Linked DNA regions of Zea mays: region 1 is linked to region 2. A link is a contact called in public Hi-C data. All regions are on one chromosome and are shown on one strand. The core of a region is the stretch at or near the end of the contact, and the rest is flanking DNA. Distances in the headings are between cores, read along the strand shown.

Region 1 (7,122 bases), core at 2,997-5,496, 180 kb after region 2:
GCTGCCCATTTGCTTCGGTAGCTGATTACAGGAAACTTTGTGGTTTTCCGATAAGCAAAATTATAGCAACCAAAATTGTCATGCAATCCATCTTTTCTAGCCTTCGTCTGATAGTGCAGCTCGTGAACTCGACAAAAGCTGTCCGCAAACGGCTCCACCGCTTGGCTTCGGAGGGCCCAGATATAAACACTAAGCCTAACGATAGCGTTAGGAGTCAACTGATGAAAGTAGATACCAAACCTCTTCAGTACCTCTGCAATAATCCCATGTAGGGGGAATCTTAATCCAGCCTTTAGAAAGCTCTTGAAAATGACTATTTCATCCTTCTCCGGTTTTGGGGTAGTTTCTTCCCCCCCGAAGCATAATAGCTTCTTCTGATTTTCACTGAAAAAACCCGACTTTACCATCTTGGAGAGATCAGCCTTCGAAACAGTAGACTTTCCGAAGTCCAAGTGGCTGGGTTTACTTGGCATAGCAATACGATAATCATCTTCAGGATCAGTTTCCTCAATGTTCTCTTCTTCTACTTCGGCAGTTGCTTGTTCTGCATCGGCACTGGGGATTTTTTCCGAAGCTACCAGCCCGGATCGTTGCATTGCTTCGGAGATGGGAATAGTCTCCGAACCTTCAGCTTCGCCTCCCTCACGCTCAACCCTAGCGGTAGAACGCACTCTGGCCATTTAATTCTGAATTTTTGGGAATTAAATACTTTTTCTCCCGAAGTTTTTTCTTCTGACGAAGCAGGCTTCAAGCTGGAGCTTCGTTCGATTCCGAGAGTCAAGCTTCGGCTATGGTTAAAAATTTTGGCAGCAAAATAGTGCAAATAGCAATGAATGCTGTGGTAACTTCACACCTACTCGTCTGTTTATATAGTACTGCAGGTAAGAAGGCGAAGCGCCAGGATTTTTACACCAGGCGGACAGCCGCTTGCACTCGCTGCGCGGTGGACCGCAGAGACCAAACAGTAACTCTGCAAGGTGGGACCGCTATGCGCTGGGAAACTGAATCGTTTCTCGATAACGAGCTCAGGGAAGGTGTTTTTTGGACCTTCGGCTTCCTGAAGCTTAGGAGACTTTTTTCACGGATCAAGCTCGTTACGAAAAACGATCTAGCGCCGCGAAAGGGGCTACTGTTGGGACTATGCTTCGTCGCCGAAGGTCTTGTAGGAAGAAGCAGTTTTCGGCTGAAGCTGTTCGTATGAGATGACCGAAGGTTCCTCTTAGTGAAGCTTCGGAATTTACAAACCGACATAAAAGTATAATGACCTTTTAGTCCATATATGTTTGAGTCACCGTTGTAATCCCTTATGAGGGGCATAATTGTAATTCCTCACAGGCCACCCCCTGTGCCTATAAATAGGTGAACAGTACCTCTGTACTGTTCACGCAATCTTGTAATCATTGGCACATTACGCTGGAATTATTGCTTTCTGCCAAGACGAAGGTATAAATGTACCTAAATGTTATGTTTCAATATTTAAGTTCACATAATAAAATATATACAAATATCGTTATTCATTTTCGGTATGTCTTTCTATAATGTCTTATGTTGCACATTTTACTTCATATTGTTTTTCAAGTTTGATCACGAAAGTATAACTTTCGTGATATTTTGTCTGTGACCTTCGTCCGAAGCTCATTAAATCCTTGGGGAGATAATGCTTCCGCGGACGAAGGACATTAATATTTAACATTTTATGTTGCCTTGTTCTTAATTCATAGCATTTGAGAACAAGTCCCCAACAACAGCTGCATTGCCTCCATATGAAGATATAGTTGCTTCATAACTCATCAAAAACTGCTTCGGGTCTGAATGCCCATCATATAGGAAGCTAAGGTGGTTTGTATGATGGGGGCCATGGGATAGCCTGCAGTTCTGCTGCCAAGGGAGAAGCATCATCAAAAGTAAAGGTACCATGATTAAAATCATCATACCATCCATCGTCGTTGAACAAGCCTTCTTGATGAAGCACCCTGTGCTGGGCCTTCGTTCTTGTTCATCTTGAGCAAGATGGCGTACTTCTTCAGTGGCTTCGTCGATCTGCCTTTGAAGATCAGCTAGCCAGGCCATCTTCTCCTTCTTCCTTTGTACTTGCTGATGGATTATCTCCATGTTTCTGATTTCTTGGTCCAACTCCTCCTCCTGGAGTGTTGGACTAGTGGCCTTCCTCTTCAGGCTTCGGGCCTCTCGAAGAGAAAGGGTTTCCTGAATTGGGTCTAGTGGCTGTAGTGCAGCAGCCCCTGGCGCTGAAGCTTTCTTCGGTGGCATGACGAAGGTCAGTGCTTGCCGAAGGTGGTCGAAAAAGGGTTCACCGGAGGTGGGCGCCAATGTTGGGGACTTGTTCTCAAATGCTATGAGTTAAGAACAAGGCAACACAAAATGTTAAATGTTAATGCCCTTCGTCCTTCAAAGTGTTATTTCCCTTAGGATATAACGATCTTCGAACGAAGGTCATGAAGGACATACCTTCATCATCACAGTATACATTAATGAAAGACGAAGCATATGAAACATGAAAGATAACATGAATAATCATATAACATCATTAATACAACTTTATTATATTATCATGGAAAGATAGAAATAATATTGAATTACAAATGTACCTTTGGCTTGACAGAAGGTAAAAGTACAAGCGTGATGCACGGGCAAGTACAAGTCAGCGTGAACAGTACAGGGTACTGTTCATCTATTTATAGGCACTGAACACAGCCTGTGAAAAATTATATTCATGCCCTTTACATTTATTATTAACTTATATACAATTATATGAGGACTAGATAGCCTTTTCCACTTTAAGTCGGTTCCTTTTTCCGCCATCTAGTCGAAGCTTTCTTGCGCATAGCTTCGGGATTGACTCGACCTTCGTCAGGACTGACCTTCGTCCCGATCATGCTTTCCATATTATATATGCTTTTGACCCGAGTCCGAAGGTACCTGTTTACATATCACATTTGGAAAATATTGTTAAATCACATTTTTGAGGACCTTCGGAGGACGAAGGCCCCCAACAACAACTATGTTAAATTGCGGTGTAAGATAAAAAATGGTAGCACCCCAGCCTCATCCATTCTCGTTATTCCAGATGTACAATGAGACATATATTTTGAAGAATATGCTTGAGTTATGAGGGATAACGACTTTGACATATGTCATCATCAGGGGGAGCGAATGCTTATATTGATCACAATCGTGAGACAATAAATGCCATATTCTATGCCCTAAAGGCGTTAGCTTGATGGTTAATATGTGAACCTTTATGGAAGTTTCTATCAAATATATAGATCCAGTCGATCGAACACCATCAATCAAAGTTGCTTATTTATGTTGATACATGTACTTACCTCATTTATCCTAGAAGTGAGTAGAGCTAAAGTTTCTGAAATAGTTCTTGCAAGGATATGCAATCCGTTTGCTAAATCTTTATGTGCATATACTTCCAGAAGAAGGTGTTTTGCCTTATTGATACCGTTTTGTAAGGATCATGGGGAGCACATTTCTAAATTTAGCCCTTGTAGAATATTCGATAGAATCCAGATCTAGAAGATCGAAATTTGTCCTAATGTCAGCTGTTGTACTCTTTTTCCTTGATGAGTTTTTTTTGAAGTTTACCACATAAGGTTTTTAATGAGGCAACAAAGTGCAAATGCAATTTGTGTCACCATGTACTCTTTCTCCATATTTTTTGCCACTGCGTTTTTGGGAGTTTTAAAGAGACATGTGTTGGTCGCGGTATTCGACTAAGGGGGAGTGTTAAGTAACCCTAGTTAGGGTTATGTGGGCAAATATCGACGTTGCCCCTAAGGGGTCTCACCTCTCTATATAAGAAATCTGTACACCCCCTCATAACAGAGATAGAAGAGAAAGAGGCTAAAGACTCAACCCTACATCATGTGTCTCGTGTGCTCTTTGTCGTGCTTCTGGGAAATGGAACATGTTTTTACGACTTCTCGCGTCTCTACTGCCGACAGGGGAAGGGAGCGGATCTGGTGAACCGCGACAACGTAGTTCTCATTAAAATTAAATTGATGGATTATACGGTGGTATATATAATATAGATAAGTCAATAGAAAAAGTCAACAGCCAGAAAATTCCAGTTTTATGTAAAAACCCAAAACAATAGTACAGTAGTAGGTCAAATAAATAGGCCCAGCAAAAACCACAACGGGTTGTGTATCAGCCCGCTCCACCTGTCAGCGAGCAAGGCAGGATGGGGCAAGGCGGCCAACCGTCGCGGCCAGGGCTGTAGAGCCCACAACGACATCGTCGGGTTGGGCCATCGCCGCAGCCGAGCGCGACCGCGTTGAGTGAGATATTTACACTGGGCCTGGTCCGCCTGGACTAGAAGAATGCCCTACCCCTACAGGCTACAACCCTACTAATTCTGCCAGCCTCTTTTCTAGCAACCTTTCCTCCTGCAAAACAATCGGATTTCGGCTCTCATGTATACCTATACATATGGCATATGGGCCGGTCTGGCCCGGCACGGCACAGGCCCACAAAAGCACGGCCCACAAAGGCACGACACACAAAAGCACATATCGAATTATGGACCGTGTCGTGCCAGCACGTGTGCCCTGTCATCGGCCCACGGCATGGCCCATAATTAGTTATGTGTGCCAGGCCGGCCTAAATAGCCCAAAATGCCTTATCGTGCCACACCGGCCCATATACATACAACAGTAATACAAAAACAAAAAGTATAGAATATATATGACCAAAATAAAACTAAGATGTTTTGTGAATGCACATTAAAACCCTTTGGTCGAAAAGAAAAAAATATTACAATTAGCTTAGAAATAATATTCAGTTCTCTGTTCAATGTTTAATTGAGTACTATACATTCATACAAAATACATATACAATGACCATCATCACTATTTACTATCCCCATCTAGGTATTGGTTCTCGAAGACCTATTGAAGCTCTAGATTCTCTAAATTGTGCTGGTCACAAGGTTTTAAAGTCGTCCGACTGATCGCGATTAGTCACGATTAGTCGGCCTTATCGCTAGTCCGAGCTCGATTAGGGTCTCCGACTCGACTAGAGCGACTAGATAGCGATTAGTCGTCCTAGTCGCCGACTAATCGCGATTAGTCGTCCGACTAGGGGTTATGGTCGACTAGTTATGCCTGTTTGGGCCACTAATCCGACCTCTATTATGTGGGTCGGCCCACCATCTGTACACAACACAAACGTTGTTTTGCCCTATGCCCCTGCTTGTACCAATACGGTACGCACTATTGCGCGTGCGCTCTTCCCCAGCTCAGCCACCCCTTCTCTAGCGTCGTCGTCCCTTACCCATCGTCGCCGCTCTCCTCTCCTGCCGCCCTGTTGTGCTTTGGCGGCTCTCTGCTCGAGCAGCAGCTGCACTCCCTCCATCGTGCGGTGGTTGTAGTCTGCAGACCCCCCTCCAACGCGTTCTCGTCCTCCTCTGTTGTCTTTTCAGCGGCTGAACAGGCGAGTAGGCAACCACTCCTCTGTTTATAATTCAGAGATTGAGATGAGGACCTCTTCAGACGGTAATTGCTATGATATTTTGGTTGTTCAGTGTTCTCTGTTCACTAACTGAGTAGTATTGTGCCCGCATTGGCCTCCTCTTGAGTTGTGCTTCACTTGATTGTTGTGCCACTACATATGAGAATAGGAGGCGACGTAATAATGTTGAAGTCATATTTCCAGAATCTGTGTTGCCCCAGCCCTAGAACGATGGCAGTGGCACTGGTACAGTTTATGCAGTCTTGCAGTCTAGCTAGGCAGCTACAACTATATATATTCATATATATTGATATACACACATATGGTCCTGTTATAGGTGGATGACTATAGGACGACTAGGAGTCGACTAGGCTCGACTAATCGAGCAAATCTACGACTAATCAAGATTAGTCACCTTATCGTGCTCAGGCGACTAGAGTCGACTAGCCGACTTTAAAACCTTGGCTGGTCATGTGAGCTTTGACAGACCTTAGTCTCTACTAATAATTAAGATCCGTCTGTAGACCGCCCCCGCCCCCTACAACCCCGCGCCCACCTCCGCACGCCTGCGCGCGCCGGAAACGTCGCCCCCAAATCCGCTCACCACCGCCCACCTCCGCACGACTGCGCGCGCCGGAAAACTCGCCGCCTCAGTCGCCTACCTCCGCCCACCTCCGCACGCCTCGATCCCAAGCCGCAGTCCCGCCTCAGTCCGCCGCGAAATCTGCGATGCCGCCCTACCACCATCCCCACGCCGCGCCGGAAAACTCGCCGCCTCAGTCGCCTACCTCCGCCCACCTCCGCACGCCGCGAACCGCTCGCGCCGACCATACCGCAGTCCCGCCTCAGTCCGCCGCGAAATCTGCGATGCCGCCCTACCACCATCCCCACGCCGCGCCGCAAGCCCGCCGAGACCGCCGCGAAAGCCGCTCGCACGCCGCGAACCGCTCGCGCCGACCATTGCCACACGCCTCAAACCAAGCCGCGGCCCTTGGCGAACCACCCTAACACCCGCCCTAACGCCAGCACGCGCGCAATCCCGCAAATCCCGTCGTGCGCCACTGCAGCCACCTCAAATCCGTTGCGGCGTCCATTGAGGCGGGACAAACTCCCTAATCCTACTCACTACGCCTTACATTGATCATATCCCCGCATGCCAACATCCTCTTTCCCCTAACTTCCCAAACCCCCGTCCCTGGAGGATCCAAAGGAAAAGGAGCTTGGCCCTCTGCCGTAGAGGGAGGAATACTAATATTGCTTCGGTCGCGGGTGCCTCATTCAAGGTATGCCATGCGTTCTCCTTCCAGATTTGTTAATCCGCGTCCCTAGCGCAGATAAATTCATGTCACACTTAGAATGAGTACGGGACCTTCTTTTCTAGGGGACATTCCTTTAGAATTTAAATACCCAAGGTTGTAAGGTATGTGCAAGGACATGTATGTTCTTGTACAATAGCAGGTCATGCGGCTTGAGAGGGATGCAGTGCTATGTATTTTGGACAACTATAGAAACTTTACTGTTAATTCGTTAATAGATGATGCCAAAAGCTGCATTACATGCTTCCCTAGATTTTCAGAAAGAACTCCAAGATACACAATGATTAGTTCTATGTTACCTGTACCAGCTGCTACTTGGGACTTGATA
Region 2 (7,197 bases), core at 2,832-5,331:
CAAATGGTTTCAGAGCCTCATGCTCATTGGTTTAGGTCTTACCACCTAGAGAAAGATGTTCGGTGGGGATAGACCCCTCCTATATTTGAGGGAGACAATTTTCCTTATCGAAAGATTTGCATGGAGTCATATCTAGAGGCCATAGATGTTGGAGTGTTTAGAGCCGCCACACAGGGTCCCCCAAACCCTAATGATCCTGCCAACCTACTATTCGCTTGGCTTTAATCCGTACTGGCTTCTACTACTTCTACAATATTTTTGTCTCTATGTATTGCAGCTACAACAGTTCAAACAACCAGCTTTAATCCGAAGTGAATAACCCTAGTTGATGATAAGATACACTAGGATAAATATAATTTAAAGGCCAAAAACACCCTATTTAGAGGCCTTTTGTAAGGAAGTGTTTAATCATGTATAGAAGCAGACCAAGGATATCTATGCACCATAATCGAACATTTTTACGTTCCATGAGGGAACAACGATTAAGCATGAGGAATGATGCCACCCTATTATGAAGAATGCTTCCTCAAGAAAGTGCTAATAACATGGATTCTTGCCTAAATGTGCTTGTATAGAAAGTCAATGGGATACGACTCACTCAATTGTCATGACCTGCACCACCACTACGGATGATACATGATCGACAAACAACGGGAGAAAAGGACATTGTTAACCGAAGTGAAGTGCCCCTTCCCTCTAATTTTACCTTTATTGTGATGATTAAGGCTTCCCAGTAAAACCTCTAGATCCCAAGTTCGATCCCCCTCGAAGCGAATTTCAGGCTTGGTTAAAAAAAAATCCTCTCACTATGCCTCGCCCGCTCTCGAGATCGATATCCTGTGCACCACCCTCTGGTTGGGTCGTTGCAGTAGACAGTTGTTAGTGATGGGAGGCCTAGGTTCGGGGTTTTTTCGGTCTCTTCTTAATATAATACCAGAAAAGGACGATCTTTCCCTCTCCGTCCGAGGATTTTTTTTCTCTTTCAGGGACAAATGTAACTAATGCCTTAGCATAAAGGGGAGGGTTGGGGACCAACACAAGGATAGGAGAACACGAGGCAACACATGAACACACACACTCGCATCAGAGACTTACGAGTTTTTCCCTCTCTCGTCCAGCTTGTAACTCCTACTGCCCAGCTTGTAACTCCTACTACAAGCAATATAGTGCCGCTAGCATAAGCTAACAAGACTGTAGTAGTGACATTTCGTTCAAACCAGTATAATCCTTGTGTCCTACTTGCACACCATCTCGGCCTTAAAACGTGTAGCACAAGTTTACTAGTCAGACACTCACTCGAAACATCGACAATTGTTGGTTCACTTGATCATCAACTAAGATAATCTTGGTCAGAGAAGCATCATGCCTTGGAGTGGACTAATCTAACTTCGTTCAATTTTGACTTCGCTTCTCGGCGAAGTATATCTTGTGGCTTCGCTTGATCACCGACAAAGAGGAAGATTTGACTTCAATCTCTGCTTTGAGTCTTCGTGTTCAGGTGAAGTAACCATTCGCCTTCGCCATATTATTTGTTTCTTTTTTGAGCGAAGATACTCCTGAAAATGTATATCAAGTAAAGAGTAGATAATTGTTCTTCAACTCCCCGGGGACTGTGTTTATCCAAAGTCAGAGCCCCAACAGGTACCATATACAATTTAAACTAAATCAGAATCTCTGAACCTTCTAACGTAGAATTACCATTCTCAGGAAACAATCTTTTTTTATGAAAAGGGAAAGATCAGCTGACAGCACAGGGCACATGAATATTGGATTGTGAACTCAAGGAACTCAAACTGGATTGGATCAAACTCTTGCAACTTCTGCTGTGATTGAAGCCTGACAGATTACACCATGACCCAAGACTTGGAACGTTGAATCAACTGCAGATGATTCTCTGGGTAAACCTCGTTGAGCACTTGAGCTCTCAAACTGGAGATTGAAAACTCTGCACGAACAGAAGCCCTTGGCTCGAGCTATTTTGCAGTCTCACAAAGCTTAACAGAGTGCCACGAGGATGCTGGTGGCAAGGGAGCGAACCTCGCCTACCATCACCATAGCAGTGTGCCAGCAATACAAGAGCAATGCTTTTATACATGGGCAGTTCCACTCAAGTCTAAACAAAAATTAAGCTGGTGTTCAGTAGGATCCTCTGCTACGCTCATATGGTCGAGAAGCTTCCCCAACATCTCATATATCTTGTCTGCCTCGCAATGAGAGATGTCATCAGCAACGAATACATGCTTTGCACTCCGCACCTCAATCCAACTGTAAGCCTGATCCTTCTTAAGGCCCTTCTCCTTCATGAGCCCCCTGACTCGACGTGCATCATCCCACTGTCCTGCAGCTGCATAGATGTTTGACATCATGACATACCGACCACTGTTCCCAGGCTCTAACCTGAAGAGAAACTCTGCCACTTCTTCTGCAAGCTCGATATTTCCATGAAGGCGACATGCACCTAGGAGAGCTCCCCAGGATCCAGCTGTACCAGGACCAATCCTGGATGGCAAATCTTTGATGAACTCAGTCGCTTCTTCCAGCTGGTGATTCCGACCAAGAGCATCAATGAAGGCAGCATAGTGTTCAGCCCTTGGTTCAACACCATGGTCCTCCATTGATTCAAGAACGAGTCGTCCATTAGATACTAGACCAGAATGGCTGCAGGCCGTGAGGACAGCGAGGAAAGTGACATGAGTTGGACGAACTCCAGCTACCAGCATCTCCTCAAAAATAGCAAGTGACTGCTTTCCGAGGCCATTATGTGAGAACCCCGTGACCATTGAGTTCCAAGAGATAAAGTCCCTCTCAGGCATCCAGTCAAATACTGCCATCGCAGCCATCATGTCTCCACACTTAGAGTACATGTCAACGAGTGCATTGTGGATGAAAATGTTGAAAGGGACAGAGCCAATGTTCCGGCGTAAGATGAAGCAGTGCAATTCCTTCCCACGTGTGACAAGTCCAAGTTTGGCACATGCACCCAAAGCTGACACCAAGACAAAAGGCGTTGGTGATACTCCCTTGGCCAGCATCTGTTCGAAAAGCTCAAGAGCGGTGTCCTCCTCTCCATTCTGCTCATGCCCAGATATCAGCGCTGTCCATGCAATCCTATCCTTATCTGGCATCATATCGAACACCTGCACTGCCTCATGGAGCTTCTTCACTTGGCAGTACCCAGAAATCATCGACGTCCAAGTGACATTGTCTCGGATGCTGACCTGATCGAACAAATGCCTCGCATCTTCCACCCTCCGAGCCTTGCTGTAGGCGTTCAACATGGCATTGGCCATGATGACGGTGAACTCCATCCCTGATACCACTACCGCACCGTGCATTTCCCGCAGCGGCCTCGCAGCTCCGATTCCCGCACATGCAGTCGCCACGCTGACCACCGTGAACCGATCCATGGCTAAACCTGGCCCCAAGAACCTGTCCCTGGCCAGCCGGGCAACGACGCGGAGCGCCTCCACCTGCCGGCCGTGGTGCGCAAGGGACGACATGAGGGTGTTGTAGGAGACGAGGTTGCGTGAGTCGGCCGGCATTGTGTCGAACAGGCGGAAGGCGTCGGGGAGGGTGTCCGGCCTGCGCAAGAGCGCAGCGAGAAGCGTGTTGTAGGAGTGCGCGTTCTTGTGTGGAAGGTCGTAGAAGGCCTTGACGGCAGCGGCCGGCGACGGGAGCGAGGAGTAGAGCGCGACGAGACGATTTGATAGGAGCGTATGGCTGGTGAGCGCCGTCTTGACGAGGTGCGCGTGCACCGCGCGGCCGAGATGGAGCACGTCCCCCATTGAGATGGCCCGTTCCAGGAGAGGAATCAACTCCGGGATGGCGAGGGCGCTTCCGCCGCCGGCGGTTGGAGGAGGTGCTGGGAGGCATGGCGGCGGGTGGACAGCGAGCGGCGGGAGAAGGCGGCGCATGCGTTCCCGACTCGACGGCAGCATATGCGCTCACAGACGCTGAAGCTATTTACTGGGCCGTGTATGATAGCGGGCCTTTGGGCCAATCAAGCGGGCCAAGTGGGTATGTGAAGGCGAACAAGCTCAGCAGCGTTCGAGTTGTTGCGAATTGCAATTGCAGAACGGAATTCCATTCCAGAACCATCCTTCGCTCGCCCCCGCCGCCGCGCTGCCGCGGCCATATACGGCGAAAGCCCTATTCGTGCCCGCGGCCGTGGATAGATAGGTCAGTGACGATTGAGAAACCCGTAGTCGGAGCAGAGGAGGGGTAGAGGATGGTGTTCGGTCAGGTGGTGATCGGCCCGCCGGGCTCCGGCAAGACCACCTACTGCAACGGCATGTCGCAGTTCCTCTCCCTCCTCGGCAGGTAAGTACGCCGTTTAGTTCCTCACCGTTGCTTTGGCTGCCCCTCAAGCTGCTCTAGTTAAGTCGAACACGCTTGACCTTGATTTGACCCGCTGCGTGATGCCGTGATTCGATTAGTAGTTGCTTCGGTTGCCCCTCACAAGCTGATCTAGGACTCTAGGTAAGTGGAATACGCTTGACCTTGACTTGACCCGCTGCGTGATTCGATTAGGGTAAGTGGAATACCTTCCTCTGCTAAGGTTGATCGAGAATGTTAGCTGATACCATATTGCTTGTAGCAGAAGTTGTGCCGAGAGTTTAAACTTCACCCTTGGCTTTGTTTTGGTTGGACTAAAGCTGAAGTTGATAATTTGCTCACACGGATGGCTTCTTTATGTGTTTTCCTTGTGGCAGGAAAGTTGCGGTTGTCAATTTGGACCCTGCAAATGACGCATTGCCGTATCCTTGACTCTTTGAGCACCACATTTTTTCCTCTGTACTCACTCTCTCCCTATCAAAAAAAAAAACGTACTCTCTCCTTGATGTTCTCTTGTCACAATTGAACTTTTTCCTTGATTGTAATAAATAGATATGAGTGTGCCATAAACATCGAGGACCTCATAAAACTCAGTGATGTCATGTCTGAGCATTCGCTTGGCCCTAATGGAGGTTGCTCCTGGTCCTCCATTGATATTCAGTAACCTACTTGCTTTTGTTCTAATAATATGACTTTCTTTCTCTGTGGTGTTAAAACCTGTGTCAGGGCTTGTGTATTGCATGGATTACTTGGAGAAGAATATTGATTGGCTTGAAGAAAAACTGAAGCCTTTTATTGAAGGTGAGTAACGATTACCTCTCTGAAGTATGCACATATCTGCAGTGGCAATATCTGTAACAATGGTCATATCCCAAAAGGGCAGAGCATCTGATGGGAAAATTATAAATTGCTAATAAATGACAGACCCAGTGTTGTGGCTCCCGTATGAGTGGGGTCTAGGGAAGGAATAACTGAGGCAAGCTTTACCCCTGCAGTTTTGCAGAGACGCTAAGTCAATCCCGAGACCTTTGGCTCAGTTGGAAGGCTTCTCACTTCTGTGCTAGGCCTGTCCTTCAAATTGCTAATATCGATAAATTTGTTATTTTACACAGGTCTTTCTATGTGCTTGGACAGAACCAATTATATACTAGTAGACTAATCATCCAACTGGAATTAGAATTAGCTTTTTATAAACCCTATTCTGTTATCCTGAGGATTGCACCTCAGTTTGTTTAAAAGTATTTCTGCTGTTTCTTGTGCTATTTCATAGTGTTCAAAGTTATAGACTCGTAGTAGGCAAGCACTGAACATTGTAAACAGTCATACTGCTCAAATTGTACTTCTTTCACCTGTTATTATTGACAGCCAAACTTAACATTTCTGCAGATCACTATCTGTTATTTGATTTTCCTGGTCAAGTGGAATTGTTCTTCCTTCACTCAAATGCCAGAAGTGTTATTAATAAACTCATCAAAAAGATGGACTTGAGGGTAGAGTGTGCTCTTTGTCCTATTTATATCATTCTAATGCTAATGAACTAGATTGTTCAATGTTTTTTCCTGTATTCTACAGCTTACTGCTGTTCACCTTATTGATGCCCATTTATGCTGTGATCCTGGAAAGTATGTCAGTGCTTTGCTTCTTTCACTATCAACGATGCTACACTTGGAATTGCCACATATCAATGTCTTGTCAAAGATTGACCTCATTGAGAACTATGGAAATTTAGGTATTTGGAACCTTCAATCTTCCTGTCATTTGAGCATTTATTGTTCATGGAATTGGATGTTCACACCATATTCTATTGATCAATACTCCTATGTATTTACTGTAGTATCTATTCATCTTCTTGATTGGCAGCATTCAACCTTGACTTCTACACTGATGTCCAAGATCTTTCTTATTTGCAATATCATCTTGAGCAGGATCCCCGCTCAGCCAAGTACAGGTGAATTTCTGAACACAATCGTTACAGCAACAGCTAGGAGTATGTGTACTTTGCTCAAAATTTGAACTTGATGAATTTACATGAATTGTTAATATGTTTCCAATTCACTTGACCAAATACTGAACCAAACGCAGACATGCAGTGCCCACTTTCTAGTTTCTTGCTCCCTTGTGAGTTCAGGTTTATCTGCAACGTACCTAGATAAAAATCTTGCATACTTGCAGTAACCCTGTTCCACAGGAGATTTACTGAGTTTAATTTGAGGAAAGGCGGAAATCTAGAACTGGGTGAGGATATGTGAGCAAATGTGGAAATCTAGGTTGCTAGTGGATAATTCTTCACTCATTGCAGTGATGTATGTCAATGTAGTTGGTCATATGCTAAGATTTCTATTATCCGCTTTCAATGTGAAACCTTTATAGTGCCCCATTTATAACCTTTTTTAGTGAACCTGCTAACAGGAAACTGACTAAGGAGCTCTGTGATGTGATTGATGATTTTGGTTTAGTCAATTTTTCAACTTTGGACATCCAGGTCTGTATTTGAAAGACTATTAAAATCTAATTTCTCATTGTCTTAGTTCTTACAAGCTTTTGTGGCCTCTAGGACAAGGAAAGTGTTGGCAATCTTGTGAAGCTGATTGACAAGAGCAACGGATATATATTTTCTTCTATTGACAGTAGTGCTGTTGAGTTCAGCAAAATTGCAGCGGCGCCTCTTGATTGGGACTACTACAGATATCCTATACTTGTTCTTTAATAATTTTTGCGAAGAAGTCTTTTGCCGCCTGTAATTTTTATGTTATCTTCAATGTCCCAGATGCACACTATCAAACCACTTGCATTCACAGGTATAATATACTGACAATATGGAGTAAGCATTAGACTTTCTTTGCAGATGATGCATCTGCATGC

The links. A called contact is a pair of places that touch in the nucleus more often than the background predicts.
Region 1: a contact with region 2 is called in a Hi-C map of ear, with 5 times the contacts expected there. The contact joins the enhancer-like site here to the promoter of LOC100192734 in region 2. A contact is called at or near these places in 2 of 25 Hi-C or Micro-C datasets (ear and leaf).

The regions. Positions count from the first base shown.
Region 1 is chr5:176,535,030-176,542,151 of Zm-B73-REFERENCE-NAM-5.0, forward strand. No RefSeq gene overlaps it. Among protein-coding and RNA genes, the nearest start is that of LOC103627288, 6.1 kb to the right of the region's middle. Within about 2 kb of position 4,247, at least 16 of the 20 cell types and tissues checked have an H3K27ac peak or open chromatin away from gene starts, as enhancers often do. A contact at or near this core is called in ear and leaf, where this site is marked.
Region 2 is chr5:176,354,314-176,361,510 of Zm-B73-REFERENCE-NAM-5.0, forward strand. It overlaps LOC100192734, which reads left to right and starts at 4,082. Exons shown (of 10, transcript NM_001137933.1): 1 at 4,082-4,320; 2 at 4,713-4,757; 3 at 4,888-4,967; 4 at 5,062-5,136; 5 at 5,722-5,825; 6 at 5,908-6,064; 7 at 6,196-6,283; 8 at 6,745-6,817; 9 at 6,890-7,020. The coding sequence starts at 4,229. It overlaps LOC100382300, which reads right to left and starts at 3,984. Exons shown (of 1, transcript NM_001175049.2): 1 at 1,046-3,984. The coding sequence starts at 3,938. The coding sequence ends at 2,088.